Linked DNA regions of Rattus norvegicus: region 1 is linked to region 2. Evidence: chromatin contacts called from public Hi-C data. All regions are on one chromosome and are shown on one strand. Each heading gives the region's core, a stretch centred on a gene start, on an enhancer-like site or on the middle of the called end of the contact. The rest is flanking DNA. Distances are from core to core; before and after follow the strand shown. Region 1 overlaps LOC102551987 (a long non-coding RNA gene). Region 2 has its middle 44 kb from the start of Rsph3.

The links. Hi-C and Micro-C count contacts between places; a contact is called where the count stands out from the background.
Region 1: a Hi-C map of the A7r5 cell line shows a contact between it and region 2, with 6 times the contacts expected there. The contact joins two enhancer-like sites. A contact is called at or near these places in 7 of 12 Hi-C or Micro-C datasets (the A7r5 cell line, Schwann cells, hepatocytes and 3 more).

What each region holds. Positions count from the first base shown.
Region 1 is chr1:49,646,019-49,651,078 of GRCr8, forward strand. It overlaps LOC102551987 (a long non-coding RNA gene), which reads left to right. Exons shown (of 3, transcript XR_349996.5): 2 at 2,456-2,735; 3 at 3,499-4,237. Among named protein-coding and RNA genes, the nearest start is that of Tecrl2, 21 kb to the right of the region's middle. Within about 2 kb of position 2,638, at least 6 of the 93 cell types and tissues checked have an H3K27ac peak or open chromatin away from gene starts, as enhancers often do. A contact at or near this core is called in the A7r5 cell line, where this site is marked.
Region 2 is chr1:49,512,549-49,518,318 of GRCr8, forward strand. It overlaps a transcript of Rsph3 not described here. Among named protein-coding and RNA genes, the nearest start is that of Rsph3, 44 kb to the right of the region's middle. Within about 2 kb of position 2,608, at least 4 of the 93 cell types and tissues checked have an H3K27ac peak or open chromatin away from gene starts, as enhancers often do. A contact at or near this core is called in the A7r5 cell line, where this site is marked.

The sequences.
Region 1 (5,060 bases), core at 1,388-3,887, 130 kb after region 2:
ACATACACAGACACACACCCACCACACACACACACACACACACACACACACACACACCACATACACAGACCACAAATACCACACAGACACACACCACACACACATAACCACATACACAGACCACAAATACCACACACACCACACACACACCACCACATCCACAGAACACAAACACCACACAGACACACACCATAGACAGACACACACACCACACACACACACACACACACACCACATACACAGACCACAAACACCACACAGACACACACCATAGACAGACACACACACCACACACACACACACACACACACACCACATACACACACCACATACACAGACCACAAATACCACACACACCACACACACACCACCACATCCACAGAACACAAACACCACACAGACACACACCATAGACAGACACCCACCCCACACACACACACACACACACACCACATACACACACACACACACCACATCCACAGACCACATACACAGACCACAAACACCACACAGACACACACCACACACACACACACACACACACACACACACACACCACATACACAGACCACATACACAGACCACAAACACCACACAGACACCCACCACACACACACACACACACACACACACACATACACACACACACACACCACATACACAGAACACAAATACCACACAGACACACACCACACACACACCACCACATCCACAGAACACAAACACCACACAGACACACACCATACACAGACACACACCACACACACACACACACACACACACACACACACACACCCTCAGTGCACAGGTCTCCAGTCCCAAGGAAAGACTTCTGCCTTCTCTGTTCTGATTAAAGGAAACTCTGCATCCGTAAAGGTTGGGTTCCTCTTTCTATTTTCCTGTCACCTCCATTAATCTCGATCTAACAGACCCCGTGCCTACAGCAAAAGGAAATGCACGTGGGGGCTGGAGAGATGGCTCAGTGATCAAGAGCACTGACTGCTCTTCCAGAGGTCCTGAGTTCAATTCCCAGCAACCACATAGGGGCTCACAATCATCTGTGATGGGATCCAGAGCCCTCTTCTGGTGTGTCTGAAGACAGGGACAGTGTACTCACATACATAAATAAATAAATCTTAAAAAATGCATGTGCAAAGTTGACAGAATTCCTGAAACAAAGATGGCTCCAGCTCTGTCCCTGCTACACTGTAACCATCCACAGGCCTGTGCCACCTGCTGATTCTTCCCCTACCGGGCACTGGTTGCTGGTCTTTTCCTTTGCTTTTTAAAAATGGTTTTATTTATTTTTATTTTATGCACATTGGTTGATACACACACACACACACACACACACACACACACACACACACGTCTGTGTGAGGGTGTTGTATCCCCCGGAACTGGAATTACAGACAGTTGTGAGTGCAAAGTGGATGCTGGGAATTGAACCCTGACCTCTGGAAGAGCAGCTGGTGCTCTTAACCGCTGAGCCATCTCTCCATGGCTGGTTTCTATGTGGTCCAAGGTGGTGCCTCTAACTGTGTCCAGTGTTGTCTGGTGCCTGCTGGGTGTGACCTGTTCTCTGGTACCCACCTAGGCTCTGCTGCACTGTGCTTGAACCAGGGTCCCTCAGCTTCCACCTTTGCTGTGTGCCACTGGACCAGATGCACGTGGCCAAGTCTAGTTTTGCAGTGGTGGAGGGGGTGGACTTGACCTCTGGTCAGCAGTTGGTGTCAAGTCACAGTACGAAATGACCAGGGTGGGGTTTGGAGGGAGACCCCGAGAATTGAGTCCCAGCAAAGCTTAAGACATTGTTCCCTCTCACAGGACACAGAGCCAGAGCTGGAAGCCAAGTGAGGAGTAACCCAGAGTGACCCAGAGTTAGAGTTGTCAACCCTCAGTGGGCCCATTAGGTGTCTAAGAAGATCCAGACTGGGAGATGCAGAGCTGAGTTCAAAAGTTCCACCACAGGGAGCGACGGGGGCGGGGGGGGCACAGAGCAAGTGAGGCCTGTGGTGTGGTGGGGGGGGGGCTAGGATGCCACCTGCGAACCTAAACCACTACCAGGGTGACCTAATTATTTATTGGGTGACCTAATTTTTTGGGTGACCTAATTATTTATTGGGTGACCTAATTATTTATTGTCTCCCCATTTTCCTTTCCTGGCTCTCAGGTCTCCCTGTCTCCTTACTTCTTGGTCTCTATTCTTTTCTCTTCGCCCATCCCCTCCTCCTTATTCCTCTTTGCCCCTCCCCATACTTTCCCTCTGTCCCCTCTCTTTCCTGTTCTGTTTCTTTCTCTCTTCTCCCCCTTTCCCTTCCCTTTCCCCTCCCCTCCCTCCCTCTCTCTTTGGCATTTATTACTGTCATTGCTACAGTGGAATGGAAAGTATGTGGTTGGATTTGGATCTTGAGTCTGAGGGTGATTTATTTATTTCATCCCTTTTCAATTTCAGACACATGTTGCTCTTTCCGTGGGATTTCCACCCGCACCATCCAAATGAGACGGTCGCAGGGAAAAGTCCTTCCTCGATGAGAGTTTTGCTAATTTGGCTTTTCTGATTAAATCTGGCCCGAGGATTGCGGAAACACGAGGAGGAGCTGCAGTTGCTGGCGACGTATTTATCGTGGCCCGCAGCCACTGCAGTAGAAGCGGAGTTTCGTCTGAGGCTGTAAAGAAACGGAAAAGGCCTGAGGACTTCTGGAAGCACAGTTTGGTGAACATCTCTGCAAAGGGTATTATGGAATATAATCCCCACTGCAGGCAGGATGAGAAGGAGCTGGGAAGGATGCTGCTCCCTGTAAGAATGCAGCCTCCCTCCTCACACACTGTACTTCTGCTCCCACCTCGAGCCTCCATCTCCAGCCCAATTCTTTTTTTCTCTTGCCCCCTTCTCTGCCTTCTTTATTCTCCCTCCCTCCCTCCCTCCCTCCCTCCCTCCCTCCCTCCCTCCCTCCCTCCCTCCGTCCCTCCCTCATTCTCTCTTTCCCCACCTCTCTCTCTGTCCACCCTGCCAGCTGTGAGTTTTGCTGTGGGCCCCTGGCCAGTGTGGAACTTGCCCAGTGTGTAGCCCAGTCAGGCCTTCAGTACTGTGTGACTCTGGTGCCTCCATTTCCCAAGTGCTGGGATTTCCGGCTCCTGCCACCACGGCCAGTACCTTTTTCTTCTGTTAGTTTGCCCTGCATGTGGTGTTGGGGCCAGATCACTACCACTGAGCTACAGCCTCAGACTCCTCTCCCTGCACAAAGAAGCAGTCAATGTGCGCCCTTCCCCAAATCCTGGTCGTAATGTCTAAGTCAGACAGACCTGCCCTGGGGCTCAATGGGTACAGGGAGGATTACAGGCGACTTTCCCACAGGGACAGACTCAAGTTTTCCTCAGAAAAAGGGGGAAAAATACAAGAATGTAGTTTAGAAACTAGAGAGTTATTTATTCACTTATTTAACAAAGTCTATCATTATTTTCTTTCTGCAAAATCTTGTCTGCCCCTGGGCACAGCCAAGTCAGCAGGAGGCAAGAGGAGGCATGGTTCTTTTTCGGAGAAAGAAAGGGAGAGAAAAGGAGAAGAGGCAAGGATGAAGAGGTCTTAGTGTCCCACTGCTGTGAAGAGATGCCACTGCCATGGCAGGCCTTATAAAGGGAAGCATTTAATGGGGCTGGCTTACACTCAGAGGTTTAGTCCGTTCTCAGCATGGCGGGAGCATGGCAGCACGCAGGCAGACGTGGTGCTGGACAGGTAGCTCAGAGTTCTACATCTGGATCAGAAGGCAGCAGGAAAAGACAGTGAACCACTAAGCCATGCTTCTGAAACCTCAGCCTCCGCCTCCCCAAGTGACACACATCCTCTAGCAAGGCCACGCCTACTCCAACAAGGCCTTACATCCTAACAATGCTTGGTGACCAAGCATTCAAACCCAGGAGCTTACGGGGCGTTCCTGTTCAAACCACCACCGAAGAAGACAGAAGAGCTCAAGAGGTTTGAACTCTAGCTGGACTCCCATGTGGAGCTTGGACCATCCAATCTGTGTACAAGATTTGCAGATTGGGCTGGAGAGATGGCTTAGTGGTTAAGAGCAGTGACTGCTCTTCCAGAGGTCCTGAGTTCAATCCCAGCAACCACATGGTGGCTCACAGCCATCTGTAATGAGGTCTGATGCCCTCTTCTGGTGTGTATGAAGACAGCTACAGTGTACACATATAAAAAAATAAATAATCTTTTTTAAAAACATTTAAAAAATTCTGCAAATTAGCTACTCAATTAAAGTCATGAAGGAGCCGGTACGAGGCTGACCTGCAGCGCTGTGTGTGAGGCAGTGCAGATTGCAAGAGGGGCTATTGCCTTGTTTTATGTTGCTGGGAAGAGACACCGTGATAAAGGCAACTTATAAAGTGACATTCAATCGAAGGCTGGCTTACAGTTTCAGGAGGTTAGACCGTCACAACAGGGAGCATGGCGGTAGGCAGGCAGTCATGGTGCCAGAGCAGTAGCCGAGAGCTCACATCTTATCAGTGAGACAGAGGGAGGGGGTGGGGGAGGGAGGGAATTGGGGAGAGAGAGGAATTGAGGGATTGAGCCTGGTGTAGGCTTTTGAAACATTAAAGCCAAAACCCACTCCCAGAGACACAGCTTCTCCTCCAACAGGTCCACACCTCCCAATCCTTAATCAGCCCACCAATGGGGAATAAAACATTTGTCTATATGACCCTGTGGGGGCTATTCTCGCTCAAACCCCGAAAGATTTTCTTCCAAAGGGATAGAAAATAAACTTAAAGCTATAAGTAGAATGGTACTTGCTGATACTAAAACACATTCATGATATGCCTTTCAGTTTAACAAGGCAGACACAAGCTAGGGTCACCTGAAAAGAGACCCCCCCCCAGTGAGGAACCATCTAGACCTGGTTGGCCTGTGGGAATGATTGTAGGGGTTATCTTGATTGTTCATCGATATCAGCAGACCCATCCCGTTGTGGGCGGTATCATTTCTTTGGCAAGGGATTCCAAACTGTGCCAGCCGAGGAAGCCAGCTGAGGGCAAGCGAGCCAGCAAGCATTCCTCTC
Region 2 (5,770 bases), core at 1,358-3,857:
GTAACTGCTCAGGAGCCTCCTCTGCCATTTTGCTGTTTCCACAGCTCTTCTGCGTTTTTATGCTTCTGTTTCTCCATTACTGCCCCCCTTTTTGTATTAAGTGTGTGTCTTCCACCACACAATGTGCTTTTGCTTCCTTTTTATTATTCTCTTTAGAAGTTATTCTCTTAGTGGCTGCTCTGGGGATTACAGTTCACATTTTAATTGAATCAATCTACTTTAGACCAATACAGGCTTAATTTTGATAGCATATGAGCATTTCCCTCTAGGATCACCCTGTCTCCCCACCTGTGCTTGGCTAATCTGAAAATTGCCTTGATACATTAGGATCCAACTGGTAATTTTATGATGTCTGCCTTATTATGCTATCTTAAGTGGCAAAAAAGGTTAAAGCTACTCAGTCTTTTATACGCATGTATGATTTTTATTGATGCTTTTTATGTGCATGCATCTGAGTTACTACTTTTTTCATTTCAGCATTAGTATTTCTTGTAGAGTAGGGCTGCTAGTCACAGCCCTTTTGTGTGCATGTGTACATGTGTGCAGTACGTGTACATATGTGTTGTGTGTCCATGTGGTGTGTTGGGACTGATCCAGTTTTTACTATCTGGCAATGTTTTATTTTTTGTTCATTTGAAGTGCAGTCTCGCTGTCCCTTAGAATTCTTGACTCACAGTCCTTCTCTGAACACACAGATATGCTCATGCCTTCTGACCGCCATGATGGCTGTAGTGTGTGAAGTCAGCTGATAATCTGAGAAGCACGTGCACAGGATAGGTCAAGCTTGTCTGGCTACCTTCACCATTTCCCTGGTCTCTTGGAACTCTGTGGCTCATCACCATGTGATGTCTTCATGGAGAGCTCACTAAGCCTCTTGGATAGGGAAGCAGGTACTTTCTACCACGTCTAAGTTTTTAGCCATGTGTCTTCAAACCCTCTTCTGGACTCTTCTGTCTGACATTCCCTGTTCACATCTTTGTATGCCTGATGGTTTGGGGCAGGTCTCTCAGCCTCCATTCATTAGCCTTCCCTCATTTCCTTCCTGTTCCCCAGAGTGGATTTATTTTATCTTATTGATTCTGGTTTCGGGGATTCTTTCTTTGCAGATCAAATCTGCTTACGGAAGTCTTGGCGATAGGTTTTGAGTCAGAATCTACTTTTGAACACCAGAATTTCCACTTGGTTCTGACGGGTGCTTTGCTGGCACATCTCTGCCTTACATGTGTGCCTGGTGTGCAACGAGGCCAGAAGGAGCATCAGATCTCCTGGGACTGGCCTTGCAGAACATTGTAAACCACCCTGTGGATGGCTGGGGACTGAACGCTGGTCCTCTGAGCAGCAGCCAGTGCTTTTCACCTGAGTTATATCTCAGCCCCACTGCTTCTGACTGCCACTCATTTTGCCATTTGATGAGACCATATTCCTACACACTAGTTCTCAGGTACTGTTTCCTTCAATTTTTTGAACATGTAAATGATTCAAGTAATTTTCTCCTGTAGGCTGAAATCTGGACTTCCTCACACAGTTTCTGCACACAGACCTTTGTTCCTTTCCATGGATAAGACTTTCCAATTTTTGTATGTTTGTTAAAAGTTCTTTTGGTAAGTCCTGGACATTTCTGAGTAAGTGTGACATAGTATTTTGGAAGACATATTTTTGTCCCACACCTACTTTGAGTTTTTTATTGTAGTTTTTATTTTACCCTTAAAAAAGATTTATTTATATTTATTACATAAGTACACTGTAGCTGTCTTCAGACACACCAGAAGAGGGCATCAGATCTCATTACAGATGGTTGTGAGCCACCATGTGGTTGCTGGGAATTGAACTCAGGCCCTCTGGAAGAGCAGTCAGTGCTCTTAGCCACTGAGCCATCTCTCCAGTCCATATTTTACTCTTTATAATAACCTTATAACTAAAATACTGTCAGATTGTCTTTGTTGTATATGACCACTAGAATCTGTTCAGCAAAGTTCGTGGGTCGGCAATTACAATCCGCAGTAGAAATATCCCTCTGCAGACCATTCTTGTGTGTGTCGGGGTTAGTGCATGCCACTGCACATGAGGGAGGTCAGAAGACAGCATGCAGGAGTGAGTTCTCTCCCTTCACTCTGTGCGTCTTGGGGAACTGAACTCAGGTCATGATGACTGGTGTGAGGGGATTTACCCACCAAGCTATCTGGCTGACCCCCAGAGAAGACATAGGCGAGTCACTAAGTCCCCCATGCTTTGCTATGTAGGTTCTACAGAGGCTGGGCATGCCTTCGACGGGAATGAGTGATCCATGCCATCTCAGGTCTTCCCCAGGCGTGCAGTTACCCTTCATACGGACTCCAGGAGTATGTCGACATTTCCAAAGCTCCCGTGGCCGCTCACGCACATGCTCTGCCTCTCTCACTGTTCCCGCCACAGCCTTCATCTTAGGTAAATGTCACTGCACTCACACCCGATTTACATTACTCAGTAACAATGCCCTGGTGTTAGGACCTTTGTCAACGAGCGAACTCTGAGTCAAATCAAATAAAGTCAGGCCCTAAACATGGTCTTTTCCAGGGTGCTAACCCAAAGTCAAATAGTGACGAGTGTCTTTGGAATGTGGCTCTGAGGGACACTGAGCCTACTGGCTCCTTCAGCGGCTGCTAAGCTACTTGTCAGCTGTTATGGCCCGAGTCTGCTGGTCTCCAGGGCCATGGGGCTGAAACAAGACCGAGACAGGGAGATTTGAGAGGTCCTTATTCTAGCATTCGAGGTGGTGGTAGTGGTGTGCTCCCCGCCTATGGCAGGCAACTCCTGCCCTGTGCCATATTAAAATCTAGGACTGAGGAATGCTTTGTTTTAGCCCAGACTCTTACACTTCAAGAGATATCTTCCTATGCCTTCTCCCTTGTGACTGTTAGCTCCATGCTGTGCTCATAGCAATAACTTTCCCCTTGTATGCCATCTTTTGACTTCTGTGCAATTATTACCCAAAAGTCAAAATAGTAGAGGAGGTATGCAGGCTCAAGTTTGTGGACTTTATGGCGTTGCACTTATCAGCATTATTTGAGTTTCTATGTTCTAGACCAGTGGTTCTCAACCTTCCTAATGCTGCAACCCTTTACTATAGTTTCTCATGCTGTAGGGACTCCCCAACCATAAAATTATTTTCACTGCCACTCATAACTTAATTTTGCTAGTGTAATGAATTGTAATGTAAATATCTGTGTTTTCTGATGGTATTAGGCAAACTCTGTGGAAGGGTCATTACCCTCAGGCTGAGAACCGCTGCTCTATATGGTGTGTTTGTATATACTTGAGATAGACGATGTGTGTGGTGCTACCTAACTCATAGGGAATAAGGGTCTTACAGGACTCCAAAGTGGCGAGATTACAGGTATAGCATCTGGGCTTCAGAGACACCTGAGAAGAACCAAGATAAGTAGAAGTTTCCTAGTAGTGGTTACAGGGTTAAGGGAGAGAGGTTGTAAAAACTGGGAGAAATGATCTCTCACTGAGAGAACACCGAGGGAAGAGAGATGTTTATTGCACACTGATATAATAAAATTCTGCCCCCTTGGTCATAATCATAATCTAGAATTCCAAAGATTACAACGAAGAGTAGAAATGGGAAGGCATTGAACTTTTCTCCTCTGGTACACATATGTGCATGGATGCTTACGCCGCAGAACCTATGAGGGGTCAGATGACAACCTAAGGAGTCACGTCTCTCCTCCTCCTGTGTGGGTCTCAGAGTGTGAACTCAAGAGTACCAGGCTTTGGCAGTGCCTTACGTGTGCCCTGGGATAGCTTTTAATGTGGTATAAGAGCTCCTAATGACAATGTCAGGAGCAAGCGACTGACTAAGCAGAGCACTGCCTGGGCCAGGGGAGACAGAACTGAACAGGAAAGAACTGTTTCCTAGTTCATGAGGTAAAAACAGCCTCATTTTAAGAGTGAACAGGAGAGATTAGGGCTGGTGATGTAACTTAGTGTGGAAGGCTAGGACCCACAGGTGAAGGAGAGGACTGACAGACGTGGTAATTAATGAAGAGCAGCTGACAGAATGGCCATCTGTTAAGGATCCAGAGTCAGGATGAAGACTGAAGTCACTGAGTACAGCAGAATTCCAGTCTGCAACAATCATGAGAGTTGCTCTGGCACCTGATTAAACTGGCGGATAACGTTAGAGCGAGGTAAATCTTCAATGGGAGTCTGGATCTCCAAGGAGAGCAATTCATTTTTAAACAATTGCCCTCCAAGTTACTAAATCAGCAGACAAAACAATGAAGCTCGATCACTATGGCATTTTAATGATGCCATTACACACTGTGCTGTCCTTCCTCTCCCACACTCTTCCCCCCAGCCCCTGCCCCCCCTAATCTTGCAGGTCCCCCTCTCCCCTCTTCTCTCCAATATTCCATTCCCTTCCCTCACTCCCTTTGCCTCCTGAAGATCACTTCCACGCCCTTAGTACCTTTTCCACTTCACACGCACGCACAGATAAACACATATACACACAGTCAGATACACACACCACACATTCAAAGCTAAAGTCTACGTTAAGATTAACAATTGGCATCTGTCTTTCTGCGTCTGTCTTATTTGGCAAAACAACGACAACAGCTCCATCCTACCCGTGTGAGAGGCTCCGTCTCTCTCTATGGCTGAAAACCTGTGGCACAGTACATGATGAAATTTGATCTGCATACCAAAATTTCTTAAATTACATATAACCTTGAATTCAAGTTAACAGTGACACAGTGTTTTACTGACCCCTGGTGGTAAAAATGAATATTAATAGACTATAATTAACACAATTTAAAATGCTTATTTTCTAAAAATCAGTATACCTTCAGACATTTGTTTTGAATTTTACTTTCGAGCTTAGTTGAATTATCAGAAATAATGGGTACTGGTTGCTGGTTCTATCCATGGGAAATGAACCAAACTTAGGCTCCGCAGAGTGGCTTCATATAGATATGTTCAGGAAAACCGCCAAGGCTACTCTGTTACACAATACATAAAAATAAAAGATTAAGGGAGAACATATCAAACTTTCTAGAATAAGCAGAACATATAGAATCAAAATTAGGTGAAACTGGATGATGTGGTTCATGTTTTTGCCAACATAAGAAAATGAAACTTTGCTGGGATAAAAGAAATAGGCAGTGAAAAAACCACGAGGTGAGTTCTTTCCCCAGTTTCACAAAGGGGAGCTTTGAGAAAAGAAAAGTTGTCCTCTGAGCTGAGGGTTAGCTGCTCGTTGGTAGATTCCATCCCAGAAGGTGTGGCTTGAGCCAGTCCCTGCAAGTTCTTGGAGAGATTCACATGGCTCAAACCTAATGATGTGAAATAGGGGAAACAACATTCTAGCTTCTCTCTAGTTAGGTATGTGGGATCAATTCCGTGATTCCAGTCTGTGCATGGTGACCACAAGTCATCGCTTATCCTGTCACCTCAGTGCTACCTGAGTGAGACCTCAGGAAGGACGGGTTTGTAAAAGGAGCGTTGGCAAACCCCAGTGAATCAGATGGAGTTGCAGAGTCTGTCTGCTCATGCTCATCTGCGCCGCCGCTCATGGTTACGGTCACTGATACCAGGGACTTCAGATTGCTGCCCTCTCTTTACTGCAGCCCACATGTGCCTGAAGAGACTCTTCCTAAACCATGAAAGCTCCCTCTTCACGTAACATCCTTGTTTCCATATAATGTAAAGCTGGCTTCTTTCCTCTCAGGCACAGTGCCCTCATCTCTCACTTAGCTGTTTCTTTCTAGGATGGACAGGCTAAGCC